Regions from separate parts of the Mus musculus genome. Here all the other regions are linked to region 1. Evidence: chromatin contacts called from public HiChIP or PLAC-seq and promoter capture Hi-C data. All regions are on one chromosome and are shown on one strand. Each heading gives the region's core, a stretch centred on a gene start, on an enhancer-like site or on the middle of the called end of the contact. The rest is flanking DNA. Distances are from core to core; before and after follow the strand shown. Region 1 holds the start of St13 (suppression of tumorigenicity 13). Region 2 overlaps Tnrc6b (trinucleotide repeat containing 6b). Region 3 holds the start of Csdc2 (cold shock domain containing C2, RNA binding).

Region 1 (4,586 bases), core at 1,947-4,446:
TATGAGTGGTTGAAAGAACACAAATATCCTAAGTTTTTGGGTTAGCAGGCTGTTCATTAGGAAAAGCCACTAAAAGCTAGTCCTCAACTCCTAGTCCTAACAAATATCTAATGGCAACTTATGCATCTTTTGTTTTTGAGAAAGCAAAGGCTTCAAAACATAGGATTATTAAAGGGTATGTACCAGAACTCAAAGCCATATTATACAAGCATACCTAGGGTTCTCCTCCATTGTTTTAATAGTTACTATAGTTATTTTGTAAGTTCTTAACATGAGTAAAAGTCCTACAACAGCTATAAAAGTGAGAAAGGAAAAGAAAAAAAAAAGCTCAACAGGCTTTGAAGAATGCCAGCACACATCACTGACTTCTTTTATTCCTGAGAATATGCTTGTTAAAATATTTTGCATTTTTAGTAATCACCAGGTCCATTTACCCCAAAGAAAACTACCCCACCAGCTTTTGCTCATGTCTTAAGGAGTGCCTATCCACACTCTTGAAACACAGCTTTAATGTGTGGGGTTTTGTTTTATTCTTTATTCTGGAGGGGAGGGACCAGTTTTTAATTGGGTCCTGCTATGTTTGGCCAGGCTGGTCTGAAACTCCTAGAATCATGGCTGCTGCAGCCTCAACCTCCAGAGTAACTAGGAACTCAGGCACATGTTGACCCACTTTTCCTCCTTAACAATCCCAGCTAGCAGGCTGCTTTCCTGGGCAGGGAAGGGTATGCTGGAACCAACGCTAAGCCTCCCCCTTAAACCCCCTTAGGGTTTTTTCTTTTTGGTTTTTCAAGACAGGGTTTCTCTGTGTGGCTTTGACTGTTTTTGAACTCCCTGGCCTTAAACCCAGAGATCCTCCTGCCTCTGCCAACAAAGTCCTGAGATTAAAAGCATTGTGACACTACCACTACCACCTGACTAGAAGTACTTTCCCAAAAAAATCCCTTCCTAGGCAACATTTGTGGCCCTCCTTTTAACCCCGAGGAGTCTCCTCCAATATGTAAACTGTTAAACTATTAAAACATAATTATAAAAACAAACTTTGTATCATTTCTCTGTGCCCTGAAACAGTATTTAGGCAGCTGTACTGACATGAGACGGACCTCTTCCCTCACAATCAGCCTTAGACTTGAGAAAGCAGCATTAGCTTTGCCATCTGATGCGATTTAAATACTGTGAGAGTTAAGGAGATTACATCTCATCAACTAAGAGTATCTGCTGTTCTTCAGAGACCCCAAGTTCATTTCCCAGCACCTATATGATGGTTCACAACTGTCTGTGACAACAGTTCCAAAGGATCAGATTCCCCACCCTGGCTTATTAAAGTGCAAGCAAATACACGAAATAAATACATCTTAAAAAAAATTAAACATATAAAAGGGTCCTTTCTAGGTGAAGAGTATCAGGGGTTGAGCTTCATTAAAGTTAAGCCACTTCCTCTTAGTCCACCTTTCCCTGAGAAGACTGTATTCTAAACCACCCAAAACGTTACATACTGGGGCTGTTGAGATAACTAAGTGATTAAGAATAATTGTTGCTCCTCCAGGAGACCCAGGGTACAATTCTCAGCACCCACAGTAATAGCTTGCAACCACCAGTTCCAAGGAACTGAATACTCTTTTCTTACAACCCTGGGCATCAGGCATACATATACATGCAAAACACCCACTACACATAAACTAGCTTGAAAAATAAAATAGCTGGTGTGTTGGCAAATGTCTTTAATCCCAATAGTTGACAGAGACAGGGGCAATCTCTGTGAACCTGAGGCCAGTCAGGGCTACATAGCAAGTTCTCAACCAGCAAAAAAAAAAAAAAAAAAAAAAAAAATTTAAAAAAAAAAAAACAAACTTACACATTATTTATTAGCTCCTTCCCTTAATCTATCTGGACTTGCAATCACCTGGCCAGAAAACAACCTCTCAGAAAGGCTGATTTACCAGAAGATATGCAAAAAGCTTGGAATAATTATCTTTAAAGAAGTAAAGTGCTTATACAGTCCCTGAGTCCTTCACTCCACACAGTTGCTTTCAGACCTTCATGGCTCAGCCTGCTTGTTTTTTCTAAGTTCTAATTGAAAAATATATAAAACTTTACTTTTCCCCATCTCTTTTTTTTTTATATTAACCAAAGACCCTAAACATGCACTTTCTCTGAAGACCGACCCTCCCCCATTTCTACAAGTGCTGGTGAGCTTCCATTGCTGACCCTAATTCAGAAAGCATGACTTAACATCCTCCCTCCCCTTGGCAGCTGTAGAGATTTAGTTTGTTTGTACTGTTGCGTTTTTCACCCTCAAATTCTAATGGTGCCTAAGCTTTCTTCTAATTCTGTCTTTAAAATCTTTTATCAACGAGACTAAAACAACAAAAAGGAGAAACCAATTCCCCAGTAATACTGTTTCCCAGCAGCTGGCACAACAATCATAGTACGCAGGCGAAATACTCTCCAGTTAGTCCTGCAAGCACACTGGTCTTTGAAGGAAAAAAAAAAATTCCTAAAGTAGCTGAAGTGACAGCGCTACAACTAACGTGGGTATAAATAATTCCCAACAAAATTCCATGCAATTAAAATCGTTGTAAGGCCAAGTACAGATAACTGAAGTTATAGAATAAATAAGTTACCACTATTAATATTTTAAACGACACATGGGTCAATGCGACTTAAACAAGACGCCAGGTTCAAGAAAAACAATCCCTTAGTAAAAGCTTTGTCTTCGTTCGCGCATTATTTCCACTGCTCAAATATTCACAACCCAAACACACCCCCATAAAGACTTAACTGCGGGGGGTGGGGGGGAACCAACTCTAACCTCTGCTTTTCCACCCCTAAGTTGCCCAACGCTCCAGATCCCTCCGAGAACCTCTCGAAGCCACTAAGAGCCACGAAGGGGCCTAGAACCGCTCCCCTCCTCCCTACGCCAGCTCGGGGCCCACTCCCCAACCCCCAACTTTCCGTCCCCAACGGTCCACGGGGCCCAGGGCTCTCACCTCTCCACCCACTCCCTCAGGAAGCGCATTTCCTCGGTGTGCAGGACGCTCGGGTCCTGCCTACACATCTTCACGAAGGCCCGAAGCTCGCTCACTTTGCGGGGATCCATGGTGGGAGGCTGGAAGCTGAAGGCGGTGGGCGGCTGCGGAGGCACGATGCCAGGCCCGGGAGCGGCTCAACGTGACCAAGTGGAAGGGGGCGGCTGCCGCGAGGCAGAACAGACTAGAACCTCCCCGGCCGCTGGCTCCTCCCCCCCAACGGCCTCGTGACCCCGGGCCTTCGCTCGCTCATTCCCACTCCTACCTCTGGACCTGTGCTCCGCCTAGAACCTTCTAGAAGTGTAGCTGCCCGTGACAATGCCTGCTTCGATCGGCGAACAGTCTCACTCGGATTCTTTCCTCTGACCTAATTCCCCGGGATGGATGAAGGACCTTGTGTCTGTGCGCTTTCAAGCGGGACATAGGGAGACATTTGGAATAAGATATTTCTTCTGTGAAGATGGGCATTAAGCAGAACGAGACGCCGCATGGAGGAGGGGGGAAAATAAATAAATGCCCGTGGGGCCGGCGCGCCCAAAACCTAGCCGAGTGACGTCACTGCTCTGCGCCGCCCCGGGAAGAAAGCCCGCGAGCCGCGCCTGCCGGAAGGGGCCGAGCAGTTGACTGGTTTCCTGGCGACGCGGCTGTGCTAGTGGCTTTCCCCAGAGTTTGTACTTTTCCTGACCAGTGGTTACAGGCCATGCCGTCTCTGCTCTCAACCCCCAAGCTGGCTCCCGTTCTAGCAAGGCTCCGCGGCCTCTCAGGTTAGAGTCTTTCCTGCCGGCGTCCCCTTCAGGTTCTTCCTTTGGAGAAAGCCTAAAGCAGCCCAAAGAGCTACAAGTTGATGATCCGTGGTTCTTCACCAATCGGCACCTGATCCCCCCTCACCACCCACGGATTTTTCTTTTGATCGATTGCTCTGGGAAAGAGTGGGCTTTAGGTTCTGTTATTCTGGGAAAGCTGGAGTGACTGAAGAGGAGGGAACTCCAAGGGATTGTCTTCAAAGTTACTCGAATTCTAAATTGGTAGCTTTTATCATCACACTTGACTAAATTGTTTAATGTCAAGTAGCGTGTGTGTGTGTGTTAGGTCAGGGTAAATCTTTCGCCTTTTCATAGGTTTCATCGGAGAGCTAGCTCAAAAGATAGAGCCGGGCTGTGGTGGCGCACGCCTTTAATCCCAGCACTTGGGAGGCAGAGGCAGGCGGATTTCTGAGTTCGAGGCCAGCCTGATCCAAATACAGAGTGAGTTCCAGGACAGCCAGGACTATACAGAGAAACCCTGTCTCGAAAAGAGAGAGAGAGAGAGAGAGAGAGAGAGAAAGAGAGAGAAGAAACACGTCTAGAAACAAATGCTTTGTGCAATTCAGTTTGTAAAGAACTAAGCGAGGGACGTGCCTAAGTCTTACATAAACAGTCAAGGTGATAGAGCACGGAGAATGTGAACCCTCCGTGTACAATATGGTGAGCAATTAACCTAACATAAAATTTTATACTGGAGAGTGAGTCACCTACTTTGTAAGGAGACCTAATGTTGGATTATACTTCAGACGAGGTGTGC
Region 2 (4,428 bases), core at 300-2,799, 510 kb before region 1:
GTGGAGACATTGGTTGAAGGAGCTCTTCCTGGGTTTCCCCTTCCCTAATGACTTCCTTCCTCCACTCTAGCAACTAAAGAAGTCTCACTACACTGCTCAGCGTCTTGGTACTCTAATGGTGTCTGGCCTGCTTTGGCAATCTTTTGGTCATTTACAAATTAGCAGTGGATCGAAATTAATTGAGTAAAAGATCCTAATTGAATCCTCCCAACTCAAATGGCAACCAAGATTTGCTTAATTGGAAGTTGAATATTTCAATTCCGATACCAGTGGTTCTGACCTTCAGTACTAAGGACTTCATTTTTTTGTTGGTGGTGGTGGTGGTGTTTTTTTTGTTTTTTGTTTTTTTGAGACAGAGTTTCTCTGTGTAGCCCTGGCTGTCCTGGAGCTCACTTTGTAGACCAGGCTGGCCTCGAACTCAGAAATCCACCTGTCTCTGCCTCCCGAGTGCTGGGATTAAAGGTGTGCGCCACCACACCCAGCCTAGGACTTTTTTTAATGTGATAAAATACACAAAATGTAAAAATTGTCATCTTAACCATTTTTCAATATGCAGGTCAGTGCCACTGAGTGTGCTCACATGCAGTTTGTTTTCTTCTAACGCTGAAAGCTCTGCACTAATAAACTCACTATCTCTCATGCTTGCCAGGACTCTTCTTTAATCTTAATAAAATATATATCTATCACCATAATATATAATTAATTATTAATTTATATATTATATAATTAAAAGGTTATTTATAATTATATATTGTATCTAACATGATATAATATGCAATGTTGTAATATATAGATATATTTGTATATAAGTATATAATATTATATACACTTATTTATGGAGCAAGCTGGTTGTGGTGGCTCATATCTGTAATCACAACCCTCGAAGACAAAAGGCAAAAGGATCAAGAGTTCAAGATATTCTAGGCTTTAGTGAGTGAGGACATCCTGTCTCAACTAACACCAACAATAATAATAAGTATGACATATCATAGCACATGGAATGTTTACCTATAGAATGTGCAGGCCCACAAAGCTCATCCCCCATCCCATTAATCCCTGCCTTCCACTGTGCCAGAGCTCAAGGATAGTGGCTTCCTCCAGGCCTCTTTCTCACTGAGAACTGATGGCCTCCATGCTGTGAACCATATGAAGAGCTCTCTGGATGCATTCCACATTGCCCCCACACAGAGTGATGTTGTGTTCAAACAGGCTCCTTTCCAAACAACATGCACCAGTAGCAATTCTTTCCCTGTTACAAGCCTGCTGGGGTCACAGAAGAGCATCCTACGGGAGGTGGCAGTGGCAGTATGTAGACATCTTACACAGTCTGATACCACTTCTTTGCATGTAAAAAGTAAACTTTGTTTTTCCACTTCACTATGATAAGTAGGAGTAAAAGCATGACTGGACCTAGGGCTTACTAGTCATTTAAAGCTATCAGGTTCAGGAAGGTGAACTCTCAGCTTTGCATTTTCAGTGTGGTTTATAGTTTGGGAGGTTGTGATGAGCTCTGTGACTGAGGTCATGTGTTTCATTCTGTAGTGCTCACTAAAAGGAGGAAACAATGATTCATGGATGAATCCTCTTGCCAAACAGTTTTCAAATATGGGATTGCTGGTAAGTTTCATTTTTCTTCATGTATAAACATAATCTCAAATTTCAGGCATAGTAAGTACACATGTACAGTACAAAATTACAGATTTAAATATGGGTTAAACAGTGTTCTTGGCCCTCTGAGCTAAACAGTATTTCTATTTTATTAAGTGATATATACCAACATTAAAAGTGAATTGTCTTTGTATCTTTTCTCTTGGAAAGGTGGAAACAACAAAGACACTTAAATGGACACTTGTTACTAGTGTCTGCACATCATTTTTAAAAATAAAAATAATCAGAATCACTATACTGGGATTCATTATGTAGAGAAAAATGTGTGCTGTGTCTTTACTTTCCTTATCTCTTGGGAACACTGTGAAGACATCTGGTCATGGTTGTCAAAAGACAAATGATTTGACTACACAGTTTAAGATTTGCTCACTGACACGTCATAAGAAGATATTATCACCATTTAGCTACAACTTGTGGAGTTTGACTATGCATACTTAAGAAGCAGTTTATTTCTCCAGGCAGCTGTTGAACTTGTCCTCTGTCCATAGCTGTACTGATGTTGCTTACATGTGTAATTGACATGTGTAATTACATGTGTTAGACACTTAATTAAGCCTTGATGGCCATCAAATTGTGATTGCAAAAATGTTACAGCCTTCACTCCAGTTTCAAGGTCACGGCAGAGGCTCTTGTGGAGTGCCTATGGTCATGAGGCTCTCACATGAGCAGGAGCGCCTCTTCTCTGATGTACAACGTGTATCCTCCCTTAATCCTTACTCACTTGTGTTTGCTTTGTTTTGTTCAGAGTCAAACTGAGGATAACCCAAGCAGCAAAATGGATTTGTCTGTAGGTATGTGTCTCTACAAACAGGAGGGGAACGTGTTCACGGCTCTGCCAGGCCCTTGGCATCTCCTGCCCTGCTTGGGTTGAGGCAGATTGATAGACATGCTTGATGCTAACTGCTTTATTTTATATCAGATTTCATGCACTAAAGCAGTATAGAGGTTGAAAATTCAAATGACTGAAGTTCCAGGAGAATGTGAAGGAATGTTAAATGCTAGGTTTAACTGTGAGGAGGGTATGTCCACCTCAGAAGCCAACCTTATTCTACTACATGAAAAGTGCAAACTTCACTGCACCATCCCTTATTAGCATCCAGATTTTTTTCCCAAGTACTGGGAGCTAGATTCAGATTATTTTAATATGTCTGTGATACTAGTAAACTAGACCATCAGATTGACTCTCTGTACCCCAAGGTTTTCATCTTTGTCATACTTTTCCGTTGTGACCAGAGCAAATGCAGGGGTCAGCCCATCGTCTGTGAGATTTTTCTCAGGAATGCTTTTGCTCACCCCGAGGAACATAAGAGGAATCAAACTAAGAGTAAGAGGGAACAATCTGGATAGCAGTGGTACTGTGTAGTTTGAGCTGCAACCCAGTTGTGTCATCATATAGCAGATTTATAGGGCTAAGGAAAGGGAGGAGGAGGAAGTCTGCATCACACATGCAGATGAAGCTTGAGCAAGTACTGTAGAAATGTTCAACTGTGTTAAAGTCTTAAGCTTTACATTTTTAGGCAACAGGAGTGCCTCTGATCTTTCTATTCCCCATAATTGCTTTAAAACTCTAACAATGTCTCTAACAAGTGCTAACATAACAAAACAGACTGGTCTCTCACTGAGAAGATTTGACTTTATGAACAAGATGTATTCTCACCCAGCACGTCAATTTTAACCTAAATATTGGCTTAATCAATTTGGCTTCAAGTCTCTCAAGTGTTCCATGGTAGACAAGCTACAGCAGATACATATTTAATTTTTGAAAAACGGTTCAGGAACAGAGCAAGCACCCTGAGCCAGTGAGAATTCTTCCTAGGCTCATTCCAAAGAGTAGAGAGGCTTTGTCCCCGGGTCCCTAGAGAACAGACGGGCCAGGCTACACGTGGCTCTTGAGGGGACATTGATTCCTGACATTTTTATTTATGTCCTTTCAGATAAGAAATTTGATGTGGACAAGAGAACAATGAATCTCGGGGATTTTAATGATATCATGAGGAAGGATCGACCTGGGTTCCGTCCACCTAATTCCAAAGACTTGGGAACCACAGACAGTGGGCCTTATTTTGAGAAGGTGAGTTGAATGCTTTGTTTCAAATAGTCGTTTATGAGAGTCACTGTGTTCTTAATTTGTCTGTGGTAGCAGCTAATTCTAGAGAAAGCATAAACTTACAAACTCAGAGTAAAACATGAATATCCCCTATATTAATGTGGTGACAGGAAAGTAACTGACGTCAACAGGTGATTGGGCAGGAACGAGAGCCATCTGTCCTTAATGTTTTTGTGATGGAGCTCTAAGTTTTGAGGGAGATCATGGGCATGTAGAACATGGAGAAGAAACTTTAGAGATAAGTTTACTCTTCAGTCTTCTTGTTCCTGCCGCTTTGTCAGCTACAGACAAAACTTGGACTTTGTGCAAACATTTGTATCTTCTACGATTGGTGCTAGGTCTGGAAAAGCTCGCTCTCTTTCCTACTTGCCTAGTGGTTTGTGTTTAGGTAAATCAAATTCTCACTCCTGATTGAAGCAAGTAATTTTTACTTACTTGTTCTGATTTTTTAACATTTCTAATGAAACTATTGATTCAAAATACTGTTTTATAGTGTTCCTGGGCCCCACAAGACATTTAAAACCAAAACATGGACATCTGGGCCAATAGCATTGCTGCCTGTCTAGGTGACACCATATTCATAGGAAGATTGCCTGGCTTCTGCTTCAGGAGCCACACCACCAGAGTAATGGGAAGTAGACTCATAAACAGTG
Region 3 (4,496 bases), core at 1,792-4,291, 540 kb after region 1:
CTTCTTCTGTGAGTAGAGGTTGATGCATTTGGTTGATTCTGTGAGTTTAAGGCCAGCCTGGGCTACTTAGTGAGTTCAAGGCTAGCTCAGGTCTCTGTTCTGCTAGTCTATTACTTCTAGGCTGTAAGACAATGAAGCCCCCTGAGAGAAGAAGGAAGAGATAGAGGAGTAGAGAATTTGGGGGGTAGATAAAATGTGGGGGAAGGTACAATAACAGTAGCACATGCTTGTGACCCCAGCATCCAGGGTATAGATGCTCAGCAGGTCACAGCCATCCTCTAGCTCAAGTTCAAACCTAGCCTGGGCTACAAGGGAGGCAGAAACTGGTTAGCACATGCCTGTGACCCCAGCTCTTAAGAGGCTGAAGCAGGATGGTCACAAGGTTGAGGCCCATCTGGGCTACAACAGGCAGACCTTGTCTCAAAGGAAGCTGACATTCACTTGTTTTTAAAAGAGAACAAGACAAAGAGGAAAATGGGGAAGCGAAAGAGAGAGGAAGGCTCCTCAGTGTGGTGCTCAGAACAGAACTAGAATAAAGGCAGCACTCTGGGTCTCTGTGGACACAGATGGCAGCCCTGTACTGTCTCCTGTACTGTCAGAAGCCAAGAGTGAGCATAATTGACCCAAAAAGTTCTAGGAAGGGCCATATGTGACAGTGCATATCCCTAATCTCAGGACTCTGGAGGCAGAGGCAGGCACATCTGTGAGTTCAAGACCAGCCAAGTCTACAGAATGAGTTCCAGGCCAACCAAGGCTCTCTAGTGTGTCCCTGTCTAAAAAATAAAACAAACAAACAAACAAAAACCCACAGCAACAACATTTCTGGGCTTGTGGGTATGTGTGGTGTTGGATCCCAACGCCCTATAACCAGGTCACTAACACAGGCAAATCCTTCTTCCTGGTGTCCTCCCTCTCCTCTCTAGTACAGTAAGGTCTACACAAATGAGCGGATCTGTCACATGCATAAAAATGGTCAAAGCACCAGGTGGTGGCAGCACAAACCTTCATTCCCACCACTCAGAAGACAGAAGCAGGCAGATCTCTGTGAGTTCGAGGCCAGCCTGGTCTACAGATTGAGTTCCATCTGAACTATTCTCATTAGGGTTTTTCCCTTACTTGTTTTACCGTTCTTCTCTATACCTTTACCTTCATTCCAGTGGATGTCTTTCCAAGTTTTGTTTTTTTTTTTAATGATTTTTGTTTATGTGTATCATGTCTGTGTGTCTGTGTGAGAACGTGCCACATATGTGCAGGTGAGTTGGAACCCTCTCGAGCTGGAGTGGCAGGCAGTTAGGACTTGCCATACGTGGGAGCTGGGACCCATGCAGGCTCCCCAGAAAAGCAGCGTAACTACTGCGCACTGGTTTGTTTGATTTGTTTTGTTTTTAGGACACTGGGGTCTTCTCATAGAGTCTAGGCTGACCTCAAATTCACAGCAATCTTTGGCCTCTTCGGTGCTGGGATCACAGGTCTACCCCCATCATGTCTAATTTTCTTTCTAATTGTTGAAAATTGCCTACTTATATTTATTTCATGTTTCACTGGTGTGTTGCCTGAATTTATATCTGTGTGAGAGTGCTAGATTCCCTGGAACTGGAGTTACAGACAGTTGGGGGGTCGCCATGTGGGTGCTAGGAATTGAACCTGGGCCCTCTGGAAGAGCAGCCAGTGCTCTTAATCATTGAGTCATCTCTCCAGCTCCTGTCATGTCTGTTTTCCTGTTTGTTTGTTTGTTTGTTTGTTGAGACACTGCCTCTCTAGGTAGCCAGGTAGACTCAAACTTGAAATCTATTTGTTTCATCCTCTTGAGGGCTGGGACCTATAGGTCTGTGCCAGCACAAAGGGCACCTCCTCATGACTCAGTAGTACTAAAGTGACACCTGGGGAAGATGTCTCTCTAAGATGAGGTTGAGGAGGGACAGGGGGGTGGCAGAGAAGCCCTTTGAAGAGGTTTCCTGGAGCCTGGCCCTGAGCTCATAGACGGTTGAGCCTTACCTGTCCTCTTGGGGAGCACTGTCCTCTTGGGGAGCACTGTCCTCTTGGGGAGCACTGTCCTCTTGGGGAGCACTGGGGTCCTAGGGATTTGCCTGAGGTCTTTTTTGTTTTGTTTTGTTTTTGTTTTTCCGAGACAGGGTTTCTCTGTGTAGCCCTGGCTGTCCTGGAACTCACTCTGTAGACCAGGCTGGCCTCGAACTCAGAAATCTGCCTGCCTCTGCCTCCTAGTGCTGGGATTAAAGGCATGTGTCACCACTGCCCGGCTTTTTGGGGGGCGGGAGTGTGCTGAGGTCTTACTGTCTGAAGAGACCTAAACTGCTTGGACTGAATCTGCTGAGTCAGTCCTTACTTCTAAAAGCCTCCTAAACCACAAGTACACACAGACACACAGACACACAGACACCACTGCCCCCTGTATATGTGTGTGCGAGTGTGTGTGTGTGTGTGTGTGTGTGTGTGTGTGTGTGTGTAAGAAAGAAACATACACAGAAAGACACTCATTATTCTTTTATAGTTCTCTTCCCCTGGATTCCACAGCCCCTCCCAAAGACCTAATGTGTGCCAAAGAGATTTGAGCACATTCTTCAAATGGAGATCTCAGATGATCTGAGGGGACAGAGCTCAGCACAGCTGCAGACTGCAGAGGGAATGGAATGTCTGGGAGTCCCTAGGAACCTGGCTTGTTCCCAGAGGGTCTCCTCTGTTCTCTGGCCTCCTTTCTCCAGAATACATCCTCCCACCCTGCAGGCCCTCCCGTTGACCATAAACACTCCCTGGCACCCCGCTCACCAAGAATGCACACTGTCTCTAGCTCTTCCTGCCTCTTACTCCCCAGCAGCTACCCTGACCTGGTAGAGCAAATTATACCTTGGCCCAGCAATAAAAGCCACTTTCCAAAACAAGAAGCAGTAACGCTCAAAGTGACGCAGCTTAGCCACTCACCCAGCACTTGGCCTGGCTCACAAGGTGGTGTCTGGGCCAGAGAAGAGATGGCTTAGTGTCCCTTTAAGCTAGGAGTACAAATTCCCATCCCAGTCCCTCCCTCCAGCACATCCTGACGTCAGCAGGAGGGCGTGTGTGAGTGAGTGAGTGAGTGAGTGAGGGGCCCGAGGTGCCTCCTGCACACCACACACACACACACACACACACACACACACACACGCCACGGAGAGTGCATTATCCAGACGTGACCCCTGCGAGCCAGCTCCACAGTCCAGAGAGATCGGGTGCTGCCCACTACAGGAGACAGTGCCTGGACCCAGCTGCCACGGCGAGGTAAGGGACCTGAAGGAAGCCGGTGATGGAAACTGTGGCAGAGGCAGGGGCCGAGGGCTGATGGTACCAAGAAAGGATGTGTGGATTGAGGTTGGAAAGGTCGCAGCGCTACATCAGCCAGCCCAGCTCTGCTTAGAGGATGCGGGGGGAGATGTAGAGCCCACCGCCCTTCCCTTCTCTCTCCTTGACCCTCCAGAAGAGCTGAGGCGGAGTGGCTCCCGCGCATCTGAATGTGTGTGAATGTCTGTGTCTGGGACTCGCGTCTGGGTTGAGATGCAGGTAACAGCAGCTACCTGCCAAGCCGCAGCCTCCGGTCTGGGAACTAGGTGAGGGAAAGCCGGGACTCCTTCCAGACCCTAAAAGGCCAGTCCGGAGCACCGCTGGATTTTGTCCCTGGAATCTGTTTTGAGGCCAGAGCAGAGGGGAGGAACCGCCTGGGGCAGGCAGAGGGACCCAGAGCAGCTGTCTTCCCTCACTCTATTTTTCCCTAGTGTGGCAGAGATAATTGTGTCAACTGGCTGGAGGGATGGCTCTGTGTTATTTTTGCCTTTATGCCACCCCACTGGGTCTTTGCTCTCCCCCGCATGCTGGGCTAGCTCTGACCTCCTCCTCTGCTTAGGTGCAACCCACTGTAGGACAGGGGGTGATAGACCAGCTGCTGGACACCCCTTGCTTGCTGTAGGATGCAAGGACTCAGGTTGGCCTTGGCTGGCATCAAGCCCCTAAGTGGTCTGACCCTGGCACAAGGAGACTGAATGGAGATAAGGGACCATGCTGGCACCCACAAGGAGACAGCAGGTTCCTGCCAGGCTGCCAGGCTGCCAGGCTGCAGGCGCTTCCCAGGGAGGAGGGAGAGCGGGACTGAGAACAATAATAAATCCAGAGTGTGAACTGCTGCATCCGCTGGGGCTGGGGGAGGGGAGAAGGAAGTGTGCCTGGTAGGAGGTGGGCACCCTCTTCTCCGACAGCCTGGCACTGGCTCGCTTAGATGCCATCCAGTCAGGGCCTTTCCCTGGGAAGGATGGGAGTGAGGAGGTGGGGATGGAGGGTGGGAGTGGGGGTTGGGGGGAGCTCTTTCCCAAATTCAACTCCATCCCAGAGGTCTCTGGACATGAATGCCCAGGTTCTGGGTGTCTCCTCCCGTCCTTACCCCACACTGCATTTTCCCAAAACATCTATTTGCCTATCCTTGTCTCTCCAGCCCCACCTTGACAAAACTAGTGCAA

The links. Promoter capture Hi-C pulls out the DNA fragments that hold promoters and counts their contacts. HiChIP or PLAC-seq counts read pairs in DNA pulled down with a chosen protein or histone mark.
Region 2: a CTCF HiChIP or PLAC-seq map of the NIH/3T3 cell line shows a contact between it and region 1, with 6 read pairs. The contact joins the enhancer-like site here to the promoter of St13 in region 1. A contact is called at or near these places in 3 of 39 promoter capture datasets (the 3T3-L1 cell line, frontonasal cranial neural crest and pre-B cells), 1 of 15 datasets of contacts at CTCF or cohesin (the NIH/3T3 cell line), 1 of 115 datasets of contacts at active chromatin or transcription factors (bone marrow-derived macrophages) and 1 of 9 other capture datasets (pancreatic islet).
Region 3: a contact with region 1 is called in a promoter capture Hi-C map of pre-B cells, with 4 times the contacts expected there. The contact joins the promoter of Csdc2 here to the promoter of St13 in region 1. A contact is called at or near these places in 10 of 39 promoter capture datasets (the C10 cell line, the HPC-7 cell line, erythroid cells and 6 more), 1 of 115 datasets of contacts at active chromatin or transcription factors (memory CD8 T cells) and 1 of 9 other capture datasets (liver).

The regions. Positions count from the first base shown.
Region 1 is chr15:81,396,498-81,401,083 of GRCm38.p6, forward strand. St13 (suppression of tumorigenicity 13) reads right to left here and starts at 3,197. Exons shown (of 12, transcript NM_133726.2): 1 at 2,988-3,197. The coding sequence starts at 3,097. It overlaps Xpnpep3 (X-prolyl aminopeptidase 3, mitochondrial), which reads left to right and starts at 3,641. Exons shown (of 10, transcript NM_001347075.1): 1 at 3,641-3,790. The coding sequence starts at 3,727.
Region 2 is chr15:80,885,417-80,889,844 of GRCm38.p6, forward strand. Tnrc6b (trinucleotide repeat containing 6b) reads left to right here. Exons shown (of 25, transcript NM_144812.3): 11 at 1,543-1,617; 12 at 2,414-2,459; 13 at 3,603-3,739. Among named protein-coding and RNA genes, the nearest start is that of Mir5113, 52 kb to the right of the region's middle. Within about 2 kb of position 1,550, at least 20 of the 459 cell types and tissues checked have an H3K27ac peak or open chromatin away from gene starts, as enhancers often do. A contact at or near this core is called in the NIH/3T3 cell line and bone marrow-derived macrophages, where this site is marked.
Region 3 is chr15:81,933,718-81,938,213 of GRCm38.p6, forward strand. Csdc2 (cold shock domain containing C2, RNA binding) reads left to right here and starts at 3,042. Exons shown (of 4, transcript NM_145473.3): 1 at 3,042-3,270.